Linked DNA regions of Mus musculus: region 2 is linked to region 1. Evidence: chromatin contacts called from public promoter capture Hi-C data. All regions are on one chromosome and are shown on one strand. Each heading gives the region's core, a stretch centred on a gene start, on an enhancer-like site or on the middle of the called end of the contact. The rest is flanking DNA. Distances are from core to core; before and after follow the strand shown. Region 1 has its middle 37 kb from the start of Eci2. Region 2 has its middle 170 kb from the start of Cdyl.

Region 1 (7,145 bases), core at 3,171-5,670:
ACCCTCTCCTTCCCTGTGATGGAACTTCTGCCACAAGGCAAGAGACATGGAGTCCATACCTTGAATCTTGCATCCTTCTGTTCTGACCTCCACAAAGATCCATTCACTGGTAATTCAGAGCACTCTGGAGACTGCCTTTATCGACTCAGTGTGCTAGTATGTCCCCTTGAACAGGAGTCACCTGTGGCCATACCAACTACCCACAAGGCTAGTCACTTATAATGCTCAAGGAAGAACTCTCCTGAATGCGAGCAGAAGAGCTGCCATTGTGGGGAGGACGAAAGATACAGGTGTCTATCCCACTACACAAATACCCAAGCAGGCTCAGAAAATTCTTTCTTGGGGCTCAGTGAGTAAGAGATCTTACTGTGTAAGCACGAGGAACTGAGTTTGCATCGTGTGTGTGTGTGTGTGTGTGTGTGTATGTGTGTGTGTGTGTGTGTGTGTGTGTGTGTGTCAGGGGTGGGGGGAGGGGTGTATGTCATTCTGGCTCTGCTTCCCTGCCCATCCTGGTGCAATCACCTAAAATTGAGACCAGCAAGTCCTGAGAGGAAAAGCAAGGCAGGAACTGCAAGGAGCGACAGAGGTCTCAGGTGGCCATGAGTGTAATGTCAGACTCATAGGAGAGGCTTCAGCGAGATAGCTCATTTAATCATGTGACTGAAGGCTACTTATACCTTTTGGGAATGGATAGGGGCTTTCAGAGTAAGGGCACTGGGGACGCATCTTTTGCATAAGGAGGAACTCTGGGTGCTGTCCTGATGTGATCTTATGAGAGGAAGTTTAACCTGGCTACAGGATGGGGGGTGTTTATAACCTCCTCCAGAGTATACAGAGGTGGGGGCACAGGGCTGTGTACCAGAGCATGCAGGCCCGGGGCAGCAGAGCCTGCTGATGTATTTCAAGACACACATCAACCCCACTCTTGCTCTAGTCTGCTCTCCCATGCCCTCCACCTCTCCCAACCCCCACCTCCTCCATCCCCCACGTCCTGACCCCTCCACCCCTCACTCTCACCCTATTCCCTGTCCCACGGCTCTCCTGCCCCACAGAGTTGGTTTTGGTTTTGCTTTTTAAAGGTCTGGGTTTGGCCACACAAACAAAATTGTAAGAGAGTAGTGGGGGGGAGGGGGGGACAGAGACAAGAGGATCATTTGTTCTAGCTAATTAGTCAAAATACTGGACTCTAGGTTGAAAAACCCAATCTCAAGGGAACAAGGCCAAGAATGATGGAACAGTATACCCAACAGACTGTGCACACTACACACACATACTATGCATACATACACACTCACATACTTCAAACATATACATACTACACACAGTACATATATACTACACACACACACATACACACACAGACCTCACATACATCCTTCCTCTTCATCTGGAAAGTGTCCATTTGTCTATCAAGGATATACATAAAGAAACAAAAGTTCTCTGCTCCCGTGTAGATCAGGAACCCTGCAGGCGATCTAAGCCTCCAGCACACACATCTCTCCTCAAATCATTTCTCACTGGTACACCTCGACTTCCCTTTAGAACGTAACTGTGGTGTGCTTGCTAGTGCTCAGCCCAGGGGCTGCCAAGTGGCAAGCCCTCAGCAGGTATTTCTTTAACAATGCACCGAAGAAACATATACATGAAATGTTGGTACTGCAGCAAAAGGGAAAAGACCACACTCCAGCAACCATAAGGCAGCTCCCGGGGCCTCTTGATGATGTCTCAAGGGTGACATTCCCTGTCTGCTCAGAACACCCAGCAATATTAAGAGCCTTCAAAAGGGGGAAAATGTATTCTATTTATGTTGTTTGAGGTGGAGAATTTTTATAGATTTTAAGGTATTCATTGAAATTATTTTTATTTGCATCCTAAAAATATCTATTTTTCTGATTTCTATACAGTGCTTCCCAAGCCCTCAGTTTATTTTCAGTAAACGGACGTAGTAGGTGTCTATCACATGACAGTCATGAGACAAAGACACTGCCAGGCATCCAGCCTCAGGCTATTGACATACTTGGACTGCAGAGAAGCCTGTGACCCAAGTGGAGGAAAGCAGTTCATGCTCTCTGCCCTCGGGAATGAAGGAGAAGAGCTATCTCTCAAGATAGGTTGTTGAGAGCCTTCAAGAAGCTTTGCTACAGAGGGGGAAAGGTGGGTTAATTGGGATTTTTATATTCTAAATAGAGGATCTGACTGTTTTACTCCAGTTTCTGTTACCATGTCGGAGAAATGGTAAATGGGTGATCTATAATGAAAAGAGGTTCGCTTGGGGTCACGGATCTAGAAATTCATGTTGGTGGTGCCAGAAGATGCTCAGCTTTTGGTGAGGCCCTGGAGATGTAAAACATAAGGAATATAATGGAAGGCTTCATATGTCAGGACAACGGCGGCTAGGTAGTAGGTAGAAGCAGGAAGAGGGAGTAAAACTCCCAAGATAGCCATTGCCTTGAGAAAAACGACATTAATTCATTCATAAGGCCAGATCCCCTCCACAATGAGCACCTCTGAAGGGCCCACCTCTGAAGAAGCCAGGAGGCTATGCAGAGCCATGCCCGTCCTCCTGGGGCAGTGGAGAGCAGAGCCTACAGCTGACATAATCACAGCCTCAGCACCCAGAGGTTGGAGAGAACACAGGCTCTGAAGAATAAAGAGCAGCAGCTGGTGACTACAGACTAAGAAACATCTGGCCAGAAACCAGGTAAGTGAGGGGAGGTGAGAGCTCTGTGACTTTATAGAAAGCAGGTTGATTATATGACAACAGCAAAGGGCCAATGTGAATGGGGACAAGATTAAGGGGAATAGACAAGAACCAGCTGCAAGGCACCTTCTGGGCCACACTGAAGAGGTTGATGACAAGAAGTAACTTGATGAAATGTACATTTCTCGAGGGTAGCCTGGCAGAATCAGCGTTGGCTAGGAGATAGACAGACCTTGTTCAGAGTTACTGTGGACTCAGGGCATGAGTGATAAGGAGCTTGGGTAAGTGGCAAGAACTATGAAGGAGGAACCCTAGGATTTGATGGCTAGACACGGTATCAGTGAAAAACATAGCTCGTCCTCTAACAGGAATAAGAAATGGTTTATCCTGAGCCAAAGATGGCTATAGCATGGGCACCCTGATTCAGGTTGCCCTGGATGGTATGCTCCACTAAGGGAGAAAACTTGAACATTTATAGACCTGGAACTAAAGAAAGTTGTTAGTCAATGTACGTAATAGATGCCGTAGTGGGCACATCAGGTAGGTGTGGTTATAACAGAATATCAGGGATTTCTTCTGTAGGTTTCAGGTGCCATCTTGTGGCGTTCTTAACTTGGGTTTGGTGGAAGCTAATGGTCTGCTAAATTTACAATACAGCCCAAAAGTTTTACTTGACATCACAAAGATGTTAGGTCTGATTCATAGGTTGGTGGTAGCAAATGACCATTAAGAGGGCTAAAGAGAGATGAAGATATCTGGCCCCATATGCAACTTTCCATCTGCTCATAATTCTGACTTCCTGGCCAGTTAACCTGCAGAACCTTCAGTATAAATGTGGTTTCTTCTAAGAACTATGGCCTGCTATGGGAAATAGGAGAAAGGGGGCTTCCTAAGGCCACCAAAAGACGTATACCTTGATGACTAAGCATATGCGGGGTTGGAGCAAAGATGAGCTGGGCTCAAAAGTGAGCTCAGTTTGGGACCTGTTGAATCTGGCAGCACCAGGTCTTTCTTATTCATTATAAACACTTCATGGCAATTCCCCCTTGTTAAAGAGTCACTGTCTAGTATAAGCAAATGAACAAAGATATACAGTACAGGGAGATAAAATGCTGCTGCATAAATGTAGGTGTGTGCTTGCTTATGTAAACTTCCCCTTTTACTATCTGACCTAAAGTTAGCACTGGACAGAAAATAAAGTTGGATTTTAATTATTATTATACTCCTGAGGTCATGTTTTTGGAATTCCCAAACTGAATATTTCAACTCTTATAGAAATGTTCCAACAAGGCCACACCTCCTAATGGTGCCACTTTCTAGGCCAAGCACATTTAAACCACCACATATGGAATTTAAAAAAAAAAATCCCTCTACAATTTTATTTAATTTATTCCTATCAAATAAGTATATTTATATTTAAACATAAACATATCTGCAGAAATGTGTGTGTGTGTGTTATATTGCTGAGCATAAACTAATGGAGAATAGTTTTCAACTAGTGACAATAAAACAAAGATGTCAGCTATGAAACAAAGCCCTCCCAGTTGCTGGGCTGCAGGAAGAGAGCGCAGGCTCCACGTACGGATAATCTGCTCCTGTCTAACAAGAAGCCCACATTTCCATGACAGCTATAAAAACAGACCTCCTAAGGTGCTTCCCTCCTACATACCTTGCTGGGATGGTTAATTTTCTTGACTGGCCTACGGTATCCAAACATTAGGTCAAACACGATGCTGGATGTCCCTGTGGAGTTGTTTTTAATGAGGTGAACACTAATTTAGATTCATCGACTCCCAGGAAAGTAAATAATGGGAGTGAACCTCAGTTAATCAGTTGAAAGAACTATTAAAGCCAAGACAGAGGCAAGTCTCCTGTGTCAGAAAAAATTCTGCCAGAAGCCCACCTTAAATTCAAACTGAAATTCCCGAGGTCTTCAGCCTCCAGGGCTCGTTTGAACTTTACTCTTGAAAAATCCTCTAACAGGTGGCTAATTGCTTAATAAAACAAAATCTATCTCAGAAACTTCCCCTAGTTTTTCCTGGTGGCCCCTTTCAGCCTTTGCTTATAGTCCTTTGTGATTCTGTGGAGCTGGAGAACTCTCTCTACCAGAGACTCCTAGCTGCCATTCTGAGGCTGGGACTCAGGTAAGACTCAGCCTCTTGGTGTGGACCCAGGGTCCCCTTAGTTATTCCCTGCTACCTACCCCTCTCAGCTATTCCTTCTAGCCCATTCCTTTGTGACTCCCAACAATCTGCAGAACAGCAACAGGGACTCCAGAGCTGCCACACTTGGCCAGGACAGAGTAGGCAACAGCCACAAATTTCAGAACACTCACCCAGCAAAGATAAGACCCAGTATCTACACCAAGAAATGCTTATAACATCGTAACTCCAGAAACACACAAACATGAACAACCAAGACAATATGCCTCCTCCAGAAGCCAGCAAACCTATTGCATTAGGCCCCAAGAGTCTTCAAAAATAATAATTAGGAGTATGTTCAAAGACCTTCAAGATGATATGAAGAGATGTCTCGGTGAAAACCACTAAACCACAAACAGTTGAATAAGACAGTGGAAACGATTCAAGACCTGAAAGTAGCATTAAATAAAGACATAAAGTCACTAAAAAAAAAGTCCAAACTGACATAAAATTCCAAATGAAAAACTCAGGATGCCAAACAAAAGCCTCAGAGATCAGAGCATCATTCAACCCGTATCAAAAAAAAAAAAAATGGTAATTAACAGAGACCCACAAATGCACAATGGGTAGATAAATAAGGTACTTTGGAGCACCCAGTCCCAAATGGGATGTCTTTATTAAACTCTTCCCCTCAAGGTTCAAGGGTCTAATACAGTGGTTCTCAACCGTCATAATGCTGCAAACTTTTAATATAGTTTCTCATGTTGTGGTGACCCACCACGCTTATAATTATTTTGTCCCTACTTCATAATTAATTTTGCTAGTGTTATAGATCGTAACGGAAATATCTGATAAGCAGGATATCTGATAGGCAACTCCCGAAGGGGTCGGGACCCATAGGTTAAAACCACTGATCCAAGTGAAGAGGAGACAGAAAGAGTGTAAGAGCCAGAGGTGGCAGATGACTCCAAGAACTGCATCTTTCAGGTTCAACAGCATTGATGTACACATGAAGGAACAGAGATTGGGGCAACACACCAAAACCTGCACAGATTTGAACCAGATAAAATGTCAGCACTGAGAAGGGGAAGTGGCAACACAAAATCCCACCCTTAACCAAGAAGCTACTTGCTATTGTAACTGCTGAATAAGGGAAAATCAGTTTTTTTTTTTTCCAATGGAGCATCACTGGGTATATCAATCACATACCAGGGCAGGTCGCAAGCCCAAAAGTAGCTGGCTACCACAAAATAGACTTGCTGGGGTTTGTTTGTGCTTTTTTTTTTTTTGTCTTACTATTTGGGGGGTGTTGTTGGTTTGTCTGTTTTTATCTTCATTTTTGCTGGATTTTTCTGCTTTTTTTTCTTTACAAAAAAGAAAAAGACTATGAAGTTGTGTGGGTAGCAAGGTGGGAAGGATATGGGAGCAGTCAGGGAAGGGAAAACAATATAATCAAAATATATTGTATGAGAAAATAGGTAATGTTTAATCTCTCTCTTCCATCTCTCTTCAGTTGATTCTATTTTTCTCGAGATCCCTGACCAACATGTCCATGTTCTTTTTCATCAGTTTTGTTCAGACACTTGTCCTTAAGAGCTGCACCTATTTCCATCACCTTAATTCCAGCAGTTTCTGGAACCTGCCATCTGTGTGTGGTGCAGAAGGAAAGATGGAGACAAGCCGACAGCAACAGCCTGACAGTGAGTGGTTCTCTCAGAGCCTTCCCTACTTCCTGTACCAACCCCAGTCTGCAAGATACAGGCTTCAAACGATGCTGCAGTTAATTTGGAAGAATGGCAGGGAGAGATCTCACCAAAAAAGTTCAATCAAACCCCAAACCATCTGTGGCACCCCTAAAAGAGACCATACAGTGTGTCAGCCCTGTCTCCAACACATTCCTAGGGATTTACTAAGCACCTATTGTTGCAGCCTGGTATTGATACAGTGGACTCAGAGATAAATCAAACTCAGACTCCGGCAGAAACCTGCTATGTTCTGGAGGTGCCCAGGACACCTCCTTCTTGGTCAGATCCATAGGTACTGTCCCACACCTGGTTTGGAAATTTGTGGCCCTCAAGTGAAGCATTATCCTCTATGTAAGTTTATGTATACTTAAACTTTTAAGTATAGGGACATATGCAGATAAATATTTCGAATGCTTATCAAATACTAGGCTTCCACATGGCTTTTTCAAACATCTTTAGTATTATTTATCTGCCCTTCCCACCCACCCATCCAACCCCCATTTAGACCTTTCCCCTCTTTTTGCCTTATCTCCCGTTATATAGTTTTTAGAGGTTTGA
Region 2 (7,145 bases), core at 1,194-3,693, 460 kb before region 1:
TTTACATTTCCAATGCTATCCCAAAAATCCCCCCCACGCTCCCGCACACACTCCCCCACCCACCCACTCCCACTTTTTGGCCCCGTCGTTCCCCTGTATTGAGGCATATAAAGTTTGCACGACTAATGGGCCTCTCTTTCCACTGATGGCAGACTAGGCCATTTTCTGATTCATATGCAGCTAAAGACACAAGCTCCGGGGGGTACTGGTTAGTTCATATTGTTGTTCCACCTATAGGATTGCAGATCCCTTTAGCTCCTTGGGTACTTTCTCTACCTTCTCCATTGGGGGCCCTGTGATCCATCCAATAGCTGACTGTGAGCATCCACTTCTGTGTTTGCTAGGCCCCGGCATAGTCTCACAAGAGACAGCTCTATCTGGGTCCTTGCAGCAAAATCTTGCTAGTGTATGCAATGGTGTCAGCATTTGGAGGCTGATTATGGGATGGATCCCCGGGTATAGCAGTCTCTAGATGGTCCATCCTTTCGTCACAGCTCAGAGGTCATTTTCTAATTATTAAGTTCTTTCCATCTTGTGTTCATGTGCATATATGTAAATTTAATTGTAATAATTCACACTCAACGTGTAGGTGTGCTTGTGAGTAGCTTCTTCCTCCTCAGGTTTCCAAGACCCTTGCAGGGTGTTTTCTGGCTTTCTGGGGGCAGTAGTTAATCTGGCAAACAGTCAGAGCTAGGCAAACAAGAAGAGTGGGTGTCTGGAGAACATGATAAAAATAAAATATCTATATATTAAAGCCAAGAATAGAAGCTCTGAGAAGTTATAATAACAATTCTTTTTCATTTTCCATTGTTTATTTCCTAGAGCACAATGTGACAGATCTTATGCATTTTCCTCCTGTGGGTGACAGTTTGGTTCCGTTATTGCTCTTGCCCAGTCTTTGCTTTTGGGTGAAAATGAACATTTTCTAGGTATTTGTGGGTGTAATTTGAATGAAGGCAGAGAAAGGAATTGGATTCAGAAATAATCTTATTGCAATATATAGAGCATAATAAAAAAGAAGGATTCCGACAAAATATCCGTGAAGCCCATTTCTGAAATGATTCCAGGAAACCTGGAAAAACTCCCAAGAAGTCTGAGCTGCCTGTGAAGGAAAAGACCAAAGGACTCCCATACTGGGGATGTGAGAGGCAAACTGCATGCTGACTCCCTTGTAGAAAAGGTTCCACATGCAAGGATGGTGCTGGTTAGGGCAGGCTGAAGGATCCACTTTAGCTCACCCCAATCCAAGGAAGATGTAGCTGAAAGAGAGTTTTGTTATTTCTGTAAATAGAAGGGTTGATGACCACCTTCAGTGGTCAAGGAGCAGAGGTACCAGCCCTACCCACTGTAGTTTAATACTTTAGAAAGGGGTGAAAGGAGTTAAGTGCTTTGCTAGTATCGCTGAAGTAAAGCATCCATCTGTTAGGTAGACTCTCACAGCACTGATGTGTGTGGTTCCCGCTATTACGAGTTGCCCATGGACTCCCAGGTATCACTGCTGTTGCAGGTTCAGGACTACCCTGAGCATCCAGGAAGTGGGTCTCCCGGCTCCTTGTGATGCAATCAGCCTTGATATTGCCAGTAGCATCCAGTTCCCCTTCTGTCTCCAAGCCCAGGTGTTCTCTGAATAGAAGGGATGGGTGGAGGAGAATTCTGCTCCCTTACCTGAGTGAGGGAATCCTTTATTACATAAAGAGAAATGGAGGACCAGAAATGGACAACCTCATTTTGACCTTTTGTTTGCTCATTCCTGGCTTGCTAACTTAACAACTGCACAGAGACAGGTTCAGTTGACTACAGTATATTGAGCAATCCTGGTCTCTTGCCTGTCTTGTAAAAACAGCCAAGCCTCCTCGTTAACATACTTTGTATGGACACTTTCTGCAATCCTATGGCAAGCTGAACAATCTTGACGTGTGGCCTAGAAACCTAAAATATCTGATCTCAGATCTGCCACAGACACATTTGATGACTCCTGACAAGGATCACCAGTTATTGTGTTAGTCAAACCTGAGATGAACTAATACATTTATAACAATACCACTGGTTCTCACATTAATATGTTAGGGCAAAGGTCACACACATGGCAATTTCAGTGGAAGTTGCCAACTCCCTGTCTCCATGTAGCATCCCTCCTGATCTCCAATATATTTATTGTTATCAATATCTCTTCTTATACCTCTTGAATCCTATTTTAGATACTGCTTTAAGTGTTATATATACTAATCCATTTACATTAGTCTTCGCAATAATCTTATGAGGTAGGAATTATTTTCTGTGTTCTAGATTGAAGGGATTACATGGCACATATTCTTGAGGTCACATGGCTTGTGAATATTTGCTGTGCCAGGCGCTGAGCCAAGCACTTTCATGCACATTCTCTCCCCTGTAGCTCTCAATAGCAACTACGCACCACCGCCCTGCTCATTGCACAGGTTAAGAAACAGCTGCTCAGAGGATCCAGGGACTTGCCAGCAGTCAGCAGGGGGTGGAGCCAGCACTCCCTGTAGGCTTCTATGCTCTTACCAACCTCCCAGCCTTCTGCAGTCTAATAGACATGCCACTTTGTGCTAACAGCACATTCCCCTAATTCCAGCTGGCTTGGCTGTGTCTCAGAGCTCACTGGTGAGTCTGATGGGAAGGACCTATCTTTCCCCAGCAACCAGAGACAATTCCTCCACATAGTTTGTGTCAGTATATGGCCATTGTGTTAAATTCTTCTAAACATCCAATGGAGCCCAAGGGAGTGAGACCCTCTTCTTAGGAGTTTGCTATAGTTTGCCTCAGTAGTGTCCCTCAAAGGCCCTCATGGTGTAGGTTTAATTTCAAAGCCTTGGGGCTGCTTAGAATGGTGGAATCCTTTGAGTAGAATCTAGAGGAAGGAAATTAGGTGGTGAGGGGTGTTCTCAAAGGACCCTTGCTCCTCCGTTGCTCTTCCTTTTTAGCCTCCTTTTAAGCCAGGAAGCAAATGGGTCTTCCCCATCAGCACTGATGTCAAGATTGACTGTGTTTCCTCTGGCCAAAGGAATAGGTACAAGTTACTATGAACGGATCCTTTGAAACCATGAATCTAAATAAACCTGTTCTCCTTAAAAGTTGATTTATCTCAGGTATTTGTTGTGCAGATGGACAGATGGCAAAGCTGGGATCATTTCAGTCAGGGAAATGGGGGCAGCCTGCCTGAGAGAGGAGAAACTTGGTTAAGTTTGAAGAATAAACAAGTTGGATATGGCATTGGGTTTGAGAAAGAAGGCTATGAGAACACAAGAGGGAAAGGAAGCAGCATTCTCAGGGAGTGGGGGAAGGGATGCTGATTTGACTGTGGTCGATTAGAGGGAGGGTGTTAAATGAGACCCTTGCCTGCCTGGACCATGAACAGAGTATTTTGTTTCATCAGTAATGAGGAAGATGAATGGTTGTGAAACAGAGGTATGTCTTGTAGGTCAAAAATGCACCTTGGACCACTCATAGACTGGACTGACAAGAGAATGTGTTAGAGGCTGGTATAGGTGAAGGTTGAGACCTGGACATGCAGAAATGGTGGGGTGAATTGAAGGGACAGGGCATCAGAGCTCAAAGAAGTATTCAAAAGCAGGTGCCAGGTGCTGAGCAGGAGGGTTGCCAGTGGTGGCAAAGGAGCTGGATTTACCAGACGCAAGGATAGGAAAGAGTGTGAGGAGTGTGAGCGGTGGTGGGGGATGGGCTGTTTCCTCTTGCTAGCTTGAAGGTGTTGGTAGGACATCTAGGTGGCAAGATCCCACAGCTAACTGAACACTGGAGGCCGGGAAAGAAAGCAGAGCTGGAGCAATGGTTCAGGAGACAAAGGCCTGAGGGGGAGCCCAGGACCTGGCCTAAAGCAGAGGAAGGCAGGTGACAGGGCCTACAGAATTTGGCAAAGCACATGATAAGGAAGAAAGAAAACAAAGATGACACAAGGAAGATTAAAACCTCACATAAAATGTCATCATGCTGCAGACACAGAAACTGGCTAAGGACTCTGTCCTCTTAACTCTACTATTCCCATACCTCTCAGGGTCACATTTTCCTTTCTAAACCAGCTCTATGTCCTGCAAGGGAACTTGTTATTTCTAATTGTAAGTGGATCTAGAAATTTCACTTGCTTATTAAACAGGTTTAGCGGGTAGAGGGGAGTCTGATCTGGTATTGGGTGAAGGAAAAGGACTGAAGCCCTGAGGCCCAACAGAAAGAGTAGAAACAGGCAACATTGGGAGGTAGGAGGTTGGGGAGACCCTCCAAAATGCACCAGGGACCTGGGAGGTGAAAGACTCTTAGGGCTCAAAGGGAGGGACCTTAGATGAAAGGCTTGACAGCAGGGAGAGGGAACTTATAGAGCCCATCTCCAGCAGGAAGACAAGGCATCAAATGAGGGAGGGGGGTATTCCATTCTGACCCTGTCTGAAAGAATTATAGGGATGGAAACGGAGAGGAACGTGAGGAAAAGAAGGTCCAGCAACAGGCCCAAAGAGGGATCCAGCTCAAGGGGAGGTCCCAAGGCCTGACACTATCACTGAGGCTATAGAGTGCTCACAAAAAGGGACCTAGCATGACTGCACTCTGGAGACCCAACTAGCAGCTGAAAGAGTCAGATGTAAATAGTTCCACCCAACCAATGGACAGAAGCAGTTGACCCCTGTTGTTGAATTAGGGAAAGACTGAAAGAAGCTGATGAGGAAGGCAACCCTGTTGGAGGACCAGCAGTCTCAATTAACCTGGATCCCCGAGATCTCTCAAACACTGGACCACCAAACAGGCAGCATGCACCAGCTGATATGAGGCTCCCAACACATATACAGCAGAGAACTGCAGGGTCTGTGTTCATTCAGAGATGATGCACCTAACCCTCAAGAGACTGGAGGATCCAGAGAGTTTAGAGGTCAGGTGGGGTTGGATGGGTAGGGTGGGGGTGGGGGACATCTATGTGGAGACAGGGAGGTGGGGGAGGAGGTATGGGATGTGTAGCAGTAGGAGAGTGGACGGAGGGGGGATAAAATATGGAGTGTAAAATAAACAAAGAAATAAATAGACTTTTAAAAGAAGCACTGCACTCTCTATCTTTGCTGTAGGTTGTAACTAAAACCTGTAACAAATGTGAGGAAAAACATCTATGTAAGCATGCATGGCTAGAATTCTGCTTGAAAAAGTTATCACAAATACCATAGAAAGACTTTAAGATGTGCCAGTCACTGTACTAAGCATGTTGCAAACATGGTTTCATTAACCATCCATAGACCTGACACACCACTGTCACCTTCCTATCAGACAGAGAGAGCATGGCACCTAGACAAGATGAGGTCCCCAAAGTTAGCAGGAAGCAAAGGCTGGTGTCTAGCAGGCCATCCACAAAGCTCTTTCTTTGACCTGGTGGATTACCCCGAGAAAGAAGAAATGAAGTAAAAAGGAGTCTTACACGCGTTCGCGACCGGCCAGGAAAGACGCAACAAACCAGAATCTTCTGCGGCAAAGCTTTATTGCTCACTCAGGAGCAAGAGAGGAAGAACTCGGTAGAGAGAGGCAGAGAGGAAGAGAGGCAGAGAGACGCAGAGAGAGAGGCAGAGAGAGGGAAAGAGACGAAGAGAAAGAGACGAAGAGGCGAAGAAGCGAAGAGAGGGAGACGAAGAAGAAGAGAGGGAGTGCCAGAACCCCGTCCCTTTTAAGGAGAATTATCCTCCGCCTAGGACGTGTCACTCCCTGATTGGCTGCAGTCCATCGGCCCAGTTGTCATCACGAGAAAGGCAGAGCACATGGCGGGAAAACTGCCCCTGCACATGTGCAGATTATTTACTACTTAGAACACAGCTGTCAGCGCCATCTTATAATGGCAAATGTGAGTGCGGCTCCCCACAAAGGAGGCCATTTAGGAAAGAGGAATATGAGAGAACTTTAAATCTTGCTGAAAATATTAATTACCAGGGATACCTTGAGGGGAGAGAAAAGGCCCATGTCCTGAAGATAGAGGAGAGTTTGGGGTCTCCTAAGGTTGCCCACACTTTCTTTGCTCTCCCTACCTAAATACGTGCCAAGAAAGCATAAAATATATTGAAAGTAATACCACCCAAAGTGGGTCTGGATCTAGAGATATCATAAGGCAGTCAAGGAAGTTGTGGTGGTCACCATTCCCTTGCAGGGTGTGAGCTGGCCTCTGGCAATGGGCTAGTATTCTTGGTACTGATGAGTTGGAAAGGTCTCTTACGAAGCAGAATCAAGAAGTACTAGGGATCAGAAGGTCAGGGAGTGACAATTTCGCAATTCACAATCTAGCCCATGCTTCCAGTTTCATTTTTATGAATGGATTGTTGTGGTGTAGCATGTATTAGTATGGAAAGATGTTTCGTTAGCACCTATTAAAACCTCTGATGTACTTTGATGTTTTTATCCTGTTTTATTCTCAGCAACAAGTATATGGATGTGCAAGTGTGTTGGGAGATGGAGGGTGAGATCAGCACATCCTCTTGGACCGGAAGCATCCAGAAGCCAGCATGGAGTCAGCTGAGAAGCTGGAGCTGGTGAAGAAACCGACAAGGTAGTCTTGTCTGGGGCCAGGTCTTAGGGAGGAGAGAATTCCGTTGTTACAGCTTGGATAGGTCATCTGCCCATAGTGACTTGTCTTTGCTGTTGATTTGCAGTGGGCAGCTGGCAGCCTAGTCTAGGGAGCTCTGGCAGAGATTTGGAGGAGCGGTTACACTGGGCAGCTAGTGAGATGATTTGTCAAGGGAAGAGAGCAACTTCCCTTAGCAGGAGCTTGAGTAGTGTGACTGGAGGAGCCAGTGAGACAGCAGGTTGAGGATTTAGCATGACACTCGATGTGTAAACCTAGACTAAGTGACGATTCTGAGTGCTTGCAGCAGAGACTGAACTGGAATCTTGAGTTACAGTATGCTTCTCATCATTGCACATCCACTGGGCTCCCAGCATCTCTTGAGACAGCTTCAACTGTACACATCACATATCATGAAAGTAAAACACATGACAGATGTGATCACCAGCAGGCGATGGAGGGGCAATCAGAGGTTTCACATGCTCAGGCAGAATGACACAGCTTATGTTTTTCAGCTCAGAGTTACTGGAGAGGGGTGAATCTCCTGATGTGCTCCCTCTGGCCTTGGGAGCTGAAATGGACGCAGTGA

The links. Capture Hi-C pulls out chosen DNA fragments and counts their contacts.
Region 2: a promoter capture Hi-C map of pancreatic islet shows a contact between it and region 1. The contact joins two enhancer-like sites. A contact is called at or near these places in 4 of 39 promoter capture datasets (the 3T3-L1 cell line, cranial neural crest, hippocampal neurons and 1 more), 1 of 15 datasets of contacts at CTCF or cohesin (large pre-B cells) and 2 of 9 other capture datasets (adipose tissue and pancreatic islet).

Annotation. Positions count from the first base shown.
Region 1 is chr13:35,027,321-35,034,465 of GRCm38.p6, reverse strand. No RefSeq gene overlaps it. Among named protein-coding and RNA genes, the nearest start is that of Eci2, 37 kb to the right of the region's middle. Within about 2 kb of position 4,420, at least 9 of the 459 cell types and tissues checked have an H3K27ac peak or open chromatin away from gene starts, as enhancers often do. A contact at or near this core is called in pancreatic islet, where this site is marked.
Region 2 is chr13:35,481,624-35,488,768 of GRCm38.p6, reverse strand. No RefSeq gene overlaps it. Among named protein-coding and RNA genes, the nearest start is that of Cdyl, 170 kb to the left of the region's middle. Within about 2 kb of position 2,443, at least 10 of the 459 cell types and tissues checked have an H3K27ac peak or open chromatin away from gene starts, as enhancers often do. A contact at or near this core is called in pancreatic islet, where this site is marked.